Regions from separate parts of the Hordeum vulgare genome. Here region 2 is linked to region 1. A link is a contact called in public Hi-C data. All regions are on one chromosome and are shown on one strand. The core of a region is the stretch at or near the end of the contact, and the rest is flanking DNA. Distances in the headings are between cores, read along the strand shown. Region 1 holds the start of LOC123449859 (ABC transporter C family member 13). Region 2 has its middle 16 kb from the start of LOC123447389.

The links. A called contact is a pair of places that touch in the nucleus more often than the background predicts.
Region 2: a contact with region 1 is called in a Hi-C map of leaf, with 2.5 times the contacts expected there. The contact joins the enhancer-like site here to the promoter of LOC123449859 in region 1. A contact is called at or near these places in 4 of 6 Hi-C or Micro-C datasets (leaf and seedling) and 1 of 1 datasets of contacts at active chromatin or transcription factors (embryo).

What each region holds. Positions count from the first base shown.
Region 1 is chr4H:593,206,130-593,210,839 of MorexV3_pseudomolecules_assembly, forward strand. LOC123449859 (ABC transporter C family member 13) reads right to left here and starts at 3,223. Exons shown (of 11, transcript XM_045127211.1): 1 at 1,576-3,223; 2 at 1,174-1,494; 3 at 1,008-1,094; 4 at 109-783; 5 at 1-9. The coding sequence starts at 3,144.
Region 2 is chr4H:593,357,734-593,362,238 of MorexV3_pseudomolecules_assembly, forward strand. No RefSeq gene overlaps it. Among protein-coding and RNA genes, the nearest start is that of LOC123447389, 16 kb to the right of the region's middle. Within about 2 kb of position 2,113, at least 1 of the 3 cell types and tissues checked has open chromatin away from gene starts, as enhancers often do. A contact at or near this core is called in leaf, where this site is marked.

The DNA.
Region 1 (4,710 bases), core at 1,973-4,472:
TACAGAAACCTGATATGAAGTATGATTGAAGAAGTTTAGGAGCAAATTAGAAAAGCAGCACACGGGTGTCAAATAGAAATTAGGAGCAAGAGCATGATCTAAACTTACTCGATTCAGAATCCGTCCAGATGGTGTAGTATCGAAGAATGACATTGGCGCCCGAAACACACACCTTAGCATTTTTATAAATAATTTCTGAGCAGCTGCTAAACCAAATGTAGCTACAAGAAGGCTTCTCACAAACACAAACAATGAACTCCCAAAAGCAAGGCACATATAAACAACAAGAAGGACCACGCTACTTGTCTTAGGTGTATCTCCTTCTGTTTGTGGGTTTGCCCATGCCATCCACCAGTTACTGGCAATCTGAAGAACTTGGAACAGGGTTTGCGCCAAGACAATGAGCGGTATCAGTGAACCTTTGTAGGCTTCCCCCATGTATGTCAAATAAACATTTAAGCTAACTCTTCCTCGCTCCCTCTCCTCTTCCTGAACAGTACGCTTCTTCTTACGTTCTTCACTCTTTTTTTTGTCCTTAATTCCACGTGTATTAGATGACTTCCCATTTTCAGATACTTTATTTTTCAGGTTATCGATATTGCTAACACTTGGTATCAATCTTTTGTTAGGAACAGAAGGAGCAATATCTCCATCAGAATCTTCGCCAAAATCCATGGTCTCGATAGCTTCATTATGAGCAGAAACCAGAGCATTGAAATCGGTTCCAGCTTGGAGAAGATCATCATATTTTCCAGCTTGGGTGATACGACCATCCTTAAGAACCTGTGTCATGATTAAAAAAAGCACAAATGAGTGATCAAGGGCCCATTAATCTATGAACAGTCTAATGAGTAGAAGTTTCATGAAGAATCTGATTTGTTATTGTCATCAAGAAACAAACACGTCGAATTGAACAACTTAATAGGCTGATAGAAATTTGAAACAGCATATCCATGTACATTAGCCACTAAAATGTAGTGCTTAGATTGTGAGAAAAATGTTATTACCAATATCAAGTCAGCAGCTGGTAGGAACTCGACTTGATGGGTTACATAAATTACTGTTTTGCTAGCTAGTGCCCCCAATATATAGTCCTGCAGCGCAAAACCCAGACATGTTATGAAACAGAAGCACCTTTAAAAAAATAGGATAAAAGGCAACATCGGCACCGACCTTAAATAGATCACTTCCAGTATGAGCATCAACAGCACTGAAGGGGTCATCAAGCAAATAAATATCAGCATCTTGGTACAGTGCTCTCGCAAGCTGCACTCTCTGTTTCTGACCTCCACTCAAATTAATGCCTCTGTCGCCAATGATGGTCTGATCTCCATACTGGAGCAACTGAAGATCTTTCTTCAGGGAGCAAGCCTCGAGTACTCTCTTATAACGCGGTCTGTCCATTGGAGTGCCGAAAAGAACGTTCTCCTCAATATTTCCAGACTGAATCCAGGCAGTCTGAGAAACATATGCTGCTGTACCACTGACCCTAACCTGGATAAGGAGCAGAAGGAAAATGTAATTAAGCCGTCATTCAAGTTAGCATCAACTCTTTTCTTTTATGCATGTACTTACTTGGCCAGACAGCCTGGGTATCTCCCCAAGTATAGAGGACAATAGACTTGATTTGCCAGAACCAATCACACCACAGACTGCTACTCTCATGCCTCTTACCACACTAAGTTGTATACCATAGAGTGTAGGGGTTGAGCAAGATGGGTTCCAAGAGAAATTGCCATCCCTGATATCGATTGCCTTGTCTGTACTGCCCTGTGGAACACTTATTGTTGCATCATCCGGCAGCTCTTCTTGCCGCAAGAAGTGAGACAACCTGTCCAAAGACACCCTCGTCTGAGCTATCATGGAGATGAGATCAGGGAAATTCCTCAGAGGCTCTTGAAGGATCCTAAAAGTTGCTAAAGCAGAGAGAACACCTCCGGCAGTGAGCTCGCCACCAAGCAATATACAGGTGCCGAAAGTTATGACCGAGACAAAGATTGGCGAGCTCCAGAAAACAAACGTAACTGCGGCCTGTGAATACAAAGCCCACTTGAGCCACCTGCATTCAACGTTCCTCATCTCTTCAAGCATTATCCTGTACCGGTCCTCCCACGCCTGCAACTTGAGAATTCTCATACTCTTCAAGCACTCTGCAGTCTTGCGCATACGCTCATCCTTTGCTGCCATTAGCTTATCTTGGTAGTGCTCCTGCAGCTTCGCCACAGGAACCGAGGCAGCAATCGACAGCGCAGTGGCTATCAATGTCGAAACGGTGGCGATCCCGACATTCTTGTAAAGGATGGCGAGCGCAAGGATGATCTGCAGTGGAAGCATCCATATGTCATGAAAGTACCATGCATAGTCCCCCACCCGCTGCACATCAACGGCCATGTAATTCACAATCTCACCGCTCGTATGGCTCTGCTTTGAGGCATTCGACAGCCTGAGGCCCTTCCTGTACACCATGGCCGTCAGGCCGGACTTGACATGGATCCCCATGACGTCCACGCCCAGGTACCACTGGCGAGCAGTGAGCGTCTCAATCAGCTTTGATACGAAAAATACGGAGGCAAGGATGTAACCTTCATGGGGGAATGCAATTTTGCCACTGAGGTAGTCCACAAAGTAGCTGATCAGGTAGGGGCCGACATAGGACACGACGGTGTTCACCGCGGCGAAGCAGCCGTTGATGGCCGCCTCCCGCCAGAAGGACTTGAGTATTGCCCATGCCAGCGATGGCTCCTTGTCAGGGCACTCGATCCGCTGGCGCTCATAGTGACTGCTCATGGCCTTGTAGCAGAACTTGGCACGATCCTTGTGAGCCAGCAAGGGTATGTCAGCCAGCTCCAGCGGCCTCTTGGCCCCAACCGAGAGCAACGGGCTGAGCCATGAGAGCGTTGCGAGGCTGAGAATCCCGGCATCCCCGTAGGGAGTCACCCGGAGGCAGCCGGGCTCCTCCTCGGCATCTCTGCGCTGGCCGCCGAGCAACAGGGGCTCATGGACACCGGTGTCATCATCACTAAACTCCAACTCGACACCGCTGGAACCCATGACACCAACCAAGCAGAGGAAGCCGAGGGCCGGCAGCGACGCGAAGTTGGCGACCATGTGCGCGTAGTCCACATCATGGTCGGCGCCGCCCATGAGGCGCCTGGAGTCTTCGAAGGCGATGGCGACGGAGAGCGCGAAGGCGAGCACCCACCAGACCCGCACGAGCGCCGGGAACCTGCCGCGGCCGCCGGCGCGCGCCCGCAGCGCGAGCGCCAGCAGGGCCGCCCAAGCCAGCGCCTGCACGGCCGGCAGCAGCAGCGCCTCGGCCTCGACGGGCGGCGCCGCGACCGCGGCCTCGTAGCTCAGCGCGGCGAGCTGCGCCAGCAGGGCGTAGCCGCAGCAGGCGAGGGCGGCCCTGAACCACACGCCCGAGGAGGCGGCGAGGGGCGCGTCGGCGAGGGCCCCATCGACGGCGGGGGGGCGGGGCGGCTTGAGGCAGGAGGCGCAGCGCGAGGCGAGGGCGCGGGCGCCGCGGAGGAGCAGGAGGAGGAGCGCGAGGGCGAGCAGCGCGGCGTGCGCGGCGGCGGCGGCGGCCTCCGTGAGGGGGAGGGTGTGGTGGCGGAGGCGCGGCATTGGGTGGGGGTGGGGGGGATCGGGGGCGTCAGGAGGAGGGGGAGGGGGGCGGCGAGGGGTTTAAAAGGCATCGGGGGCCTCCCACCCGGCCACGGTGCGGTTGCGGTGGCAGGGGGTGGTGGGGGCGGGCGCGGCCGCTCGCGGGAGAGCTCAGGCGGCGGGCGGCGGGCGCAGATGGGAACAAAGGAGGGTTTTTTGGCCTCTTCCGGCTCGCCGGACGAGGCGGGTGACGGGGGAGATTCGGTGGATTTTCCCCCGTCTAAATGCAGCAGTAGCCGCAGCAGCAGCGGCAGCGCACGGATGAAAGAAGGAAGGAACGAACTCGGTCCCGTCCGTCCCGTGCCCGCCCGTCTCCTGCTACGTGTGCGCGGTCCTTCTTCCCCGATCCACCTCGTCGGCGCTGCGTGTCCGCGCGCCCGTGCCGCGTGGGGGGCCGGAGGGATGCGGTGACGGTGAGGAGTAGGTGGGATTTGGGGGGGCGGCGGTGGGAGAGGGGAGAGGGTAGGGGGCGTGTTGGTGTTGGTGCGATTTTCCACTGCGGAGGGGACGGTTTCGGGGTTGCAGACGGGACGAGGCGGCATTTATAGACACGGCGTACAGAGGAAGAAGGAGAGTTGCGGGTGGGTTTTTCTTTTTCCTCTTGCCAAGAAAACATTTTCTTTGGGTCTTCCTTCATATTGCCCATACGTGTACTCGCTCTGTAACCTAATATAAAGAGGTTTAGATCACTATTTTAGTTATCTATAAACGCTTTTATATTAGTTTATAGAGGGAGTAGATGTTATAGGAGTCTTGATACACGTCTCGTATGGTGTGCAAGAGAAATAGACTGTACGTCTACGCCTGGACAAACAGTTAACGTCCACACGTCCGGACTCCTGCCTCGCAGCCCGTGCGTTCGACCTGTCACCTCGCGGTCCCGTGTGCCTTGGGCATGACAGTTGTCATGGTTGCTGAACCGTGTCAATTGTTTGATTAATTGTAGTTGTCATGTCTGAACAATTATAATTACCATGGTTGCTCAACTGCAGTCGTTATATTTGAACAACTGCATTGTCATGTAACACTAGAAAGACATGACAACTG
Region 2 (4,505 bases), core at 863-3,362, 150 kb after region 1:
ATGCATGAGCTTAATCCAACTACCCTCTTAACATGCACGAAGAGTGAACACCCAAGAGTCGTTCACTAGTGAGCATGCATGAATGAGGCAAGTGACAATGTGTATGAAAAAATCTTCAAATTTTTTTAAAAAAAATTTCGGAAAATGCACAAAACACTAAAAATTATCTAGATTTTATTTTTTTTCCAAAATTTTAAAAAATCTCCTGAATTTTAAAATTTGTTAAAAATTTATAAAAATGTCGTGATTTTAAAAAATGTACGAACTTACATTTTTTCCAAATTTTCAAAAACTGTTTGGATTTTCTAAAAATTTATTTTAAAAAAAATAATCAATTTCTCAATATTTGTTTAAATTTTAAAAAAGATCAAACTTTTAAAAAAATTGAAATTTCAAAAGATATTTAATTTTGAACAAAATATATTTCCCCGTGTTTAAAAAAATCACGTTTTTTAAATGTTTTGTTTACTTATTTGAAAATACCGGTTGCTACAGTATCGGCCGACATGTCTAAGGAGATATAAGCTACTAAACAGATTCTCAGTTGAATATATCTCAGCACATACACCACTACTAAACAACACGAAATGCATGTACTCAGCATGTTACAGTCAGCATGTATCAGACAAGAACAACCATGTTAGGTTGGAAAATGCTACCAAACACACCCATATGCAATCACTCGCATAGCTGCCGATATTTTTTGATATACGCTAAAACCTGTCAAGCCAACGGCGTTTCTCCTTTGAGTAAAAAACAAGAATTTGCCTCGCAAGTTTGCACAAAATTTATGATGAGGGATTGGCGCATTCGATGCCTTCTTCAGAAGAGGTGCGACGGATATGTTAGACTGTCCGCGAAGTAGTCTTGCATGAGCATCTCGTTCCCAAATTGGCGGTTGCGAGGGATAAAATAGCGCCCGACGGTCGATCCTCGTCGTCTCTTCCGGTTTCTATCCTCGTACTCCTTCACGGCGATCACGACCACCACCATTTGCCGCTGATGTCTCTCGAGCAGCGACTCTATGTCCGAGTTGTCCCACGAGCACGAATCCTCGAGCAAAAACTCCTTGCAAGGGCTCAAATCTATCTATAAAAATGGTGCACCCGAGGTCGCATGAAAGGATATTCTTTGCCAGATTCACCATTAATTCAAACTAGACAAGGGCACGAAAGGACTCGCCAGCGACGGGCTGGGGGCGGCGGCAAACTTGCGAATCCGAGGCAGAGGTGGGCTGGAGCCGGCGGTGGCTCGGCAGGGGTCAATCCGGTCCTACACGCGGCCGGGGGCGACGGGCTCGGTGGATTCGATGAGGCGGCAAGGCGGCGCGGTTGAGCGGGCTCGGGAGCGGTCCGGCGACGTGATTCCGGCGGGGGGTATGGCCAGAATCGCTAGCGGCTGGTGGACGGTGGCGCTATGAAATGGGGGACGGAACCAATACGGACTGAAATGTCCCTCCTGCCATCCGCTTTTGCGAGATACAAGGCACCGACGGGATGGGGACGAAAATTTTGTATTCACGGATCAGAGGGGCACTTTTACCGCGCCCTTTAAAAAAAATTTAAGGGTCTCCTGCGTTTATGGGTCTGTTCGGGACACTTTTTCCCCACGGAACTGTATTTTAAATCAGTGAATATTTCGTGGAAATTTGGAATTTGTTTTCAAATGCACAAACAACTTTTTGTTACGACAAACATCTGTCAAATGAAGTAGAATCTTCAAATACATTAAATTTTTTTGGGTCAGCGAATATATTTTTAATTGATGATTTGTTTTTGTAATTCGTGGACATTTTCTGAATTTCAACATTTTTTGAAAACCTCCTGAACATAGATCTTGAATTCATGAACATGTTTATTCAGTATCATGAATATTTGTCAAATATGTAAACATTTTTAAATCACAGATTTATTTTTTATCCTCAAAACTAATTTTGTATTTGTGGAAATACCTATTTTTCAAAATAATAAAGAAAATAAAGAAACATAAGTAAAATAAAATAAAAAATTATGGGAAAAGATATAAAATAAACAGGGTACCGTGCTTAAAAGGGCCTTGTCCCAGCACGCTTTCCGTAGCGTAGCACCCCGAATAGGAGGAGTTTTTGAGATGGAAAATCTTATCGGATATCCTTATTTGATGCTCTCTGCGTCGCTTGTCGGGGCTTCGGGCACGTTTGGGAATGGGCCGATCCGTTTATACGCCAATACCTCCGGTTTGGGAAAATGTTCCAACCAGTTTGTCTTGGTTTTACGAAACTTTTCCTAAACTTTTTTTTTCTTTTCTGTTTCTGTTTCAAAAATGTTCTGGGTTTTCAAAAAATGTTTCGGGATCTGACAAATTATTCTTGAATTTGCAAAAATGTTCAGCATTTGAAAAATATTTCGAAATTTGAAAAAAATGATCCGGAATCGTGAAAATTTTCTGGAATTTTAAAAAATGTTCCCAATTTTTTCTGTGTATGTTTTAAATAATGTTCTGGAATTTCAAAAATGTTCTCAATTTAAAAAAATTGTTTCGGAATTTGAAAAAATGTTCTGGATTTTTCAAAAAATATTTTGGAGTTTGAAAAATGTTCCAGAATTTGAAAAAATGTTCCAGAATTTCAAAAATCTTTAGGAAATTAAAAAATGTTCCGGAATCTATAATTATTTCCAGGGCTTTAAAAAATGTTTCGGAATTTTAAAAAAATGTTCCCAATTTCCTCTGTTTACGTTTTAAATAATGTTCTTAGTTTGCAAAAAATGTATCGGAATTTGAAAAAATGTTCTGAAGTTTGGAAAATGTTCGAGAATTTGAAAAAATGTTCCCATTTTGAACTTTTTTTACAAATGCCCATGTACAACAGCTGATTAAGTTTCAGAAATACAACAACTGATTAATTTGAAAAAGATTTCCATTTATAATTTCTCCTTCTAAATACAACAGCTGATTAAGTTTCAGGAATTCAAAAAAAATATTTTTCATTTCAAAACTTGTTCTCAAGCTTAAAAAAATGTTCGCGCTTCCAAATTTGGTCAGGATTTTCCGATCAGACCCCGTATATCGCCCCAGCCCGTAGATATTTTTGCGGGGCGCGTCAAAACTTCTCCTCCAACCTCTAGTTTCACGGGTTGGGAGGTCGACCCGAGCTCAGCCCCTATCCGCAGCGAGATTTGGCAGGGGAGACATTTCCGCGTGGCCTTTCCCGCTCGATCCACCCGCCGCCACCGTTGCCTCGCCACCTCACGCTCCGGTGCATCCTCCGCGGCAGTCCCTCGCCGCCATGGACGCCTCCTTGCTGCCCCCCGTCACCGTCGAGGTCGCGCACGCTCCTTCCCCTCAGGCGGATCTTGTCGCCGGCCATGTTGGCCCCGCCGTGACTCTAGCTAGCACCGCGCCTGCCCGCAAGCGGCAGGGCAACGTTGTCGTGCAGGGCGGAAATCCGGCAGCCCCCGCCGCGAAGGCTCGCGCTCCGGGCGCTAACGTTGTTGCGCGATCTCGGCCGGCGGCGGAGAGGGTCACCAAGGTCGCGGGCATCAAGAGGAAGAAGATTCCGGCTACAAACAAGCCGCCTCCTTCATCCTCTCACTCCATCCCGGAAAGAGATGCCCCGGCGATGCCGTTCAACGGTGTCGTTCCCCCGCAAGCGAGGTGTTCGACGAAATGGTAGGAAGGTATGCGTCTTCGGTCATGGCCATTTCATTTCGTTTTCGCCATTTGTCGTGATAGCTCGTCACTTCTTAATCATTCAATATAGCGGTGGTTCAAACAATCCAACTTCTGAGTTCGTGAACTTGTTGGACACCAACGCCGTTGACATTGATCAAGCCCCGTTCGCCGCATTCGACTACAATAAAACGGAGGGCGGCATGGATGATCATGGTTGTGAGGACGATTTGGCGGAGATCGAAGCGGAAGCGTATGAGCAATCGTAATCAAAATGTGGGAAAAGCCAAAGATCGAAGAACTCCACGATGGACTCGATGGCGCGGAGTGAAGATCGACCAAGATGACGCAAGTCACTCTTTTGCATTTGTCGTACTGAACTTGGCTTTTATTTGTACGTAAAACCGTATTATGTTTGTTCGAATTTGAACTTATTTGTGAGAACTTATGTCAAATACGAGAATTCAGCGTTTTCTGTTTTCGGATCGATGCGCCCGCGAAAGTCGATCCGTATAAAAGCATATTCGACGAATATATTTTAATACGGATTCGTTTGGGGGGTTTGCATCTGCAGCCGTCTGAACCAGTCCGCAAAAACGATTTCTCCCAAACTGCAAACGTGTTTTGTGGGCCAGTCGGATACAAGGTGTGATAGAGTTGCTTTTATAGGACTTACGAAAGGATGCCTCTTTTAATAGGAGGTCCCGACGACACGCTGTGTGTGTTACGGGCCAGGTCACCTATGCAAGTTTTTCTTATTCCGGGTATCAAGCACGGGCCACGAACTTGTCCAAGGACTGAGCGTGAAGCTTTGGACTGCTGAAAGGTCATCTATGCGTTGGATGAAAGAATTGAAT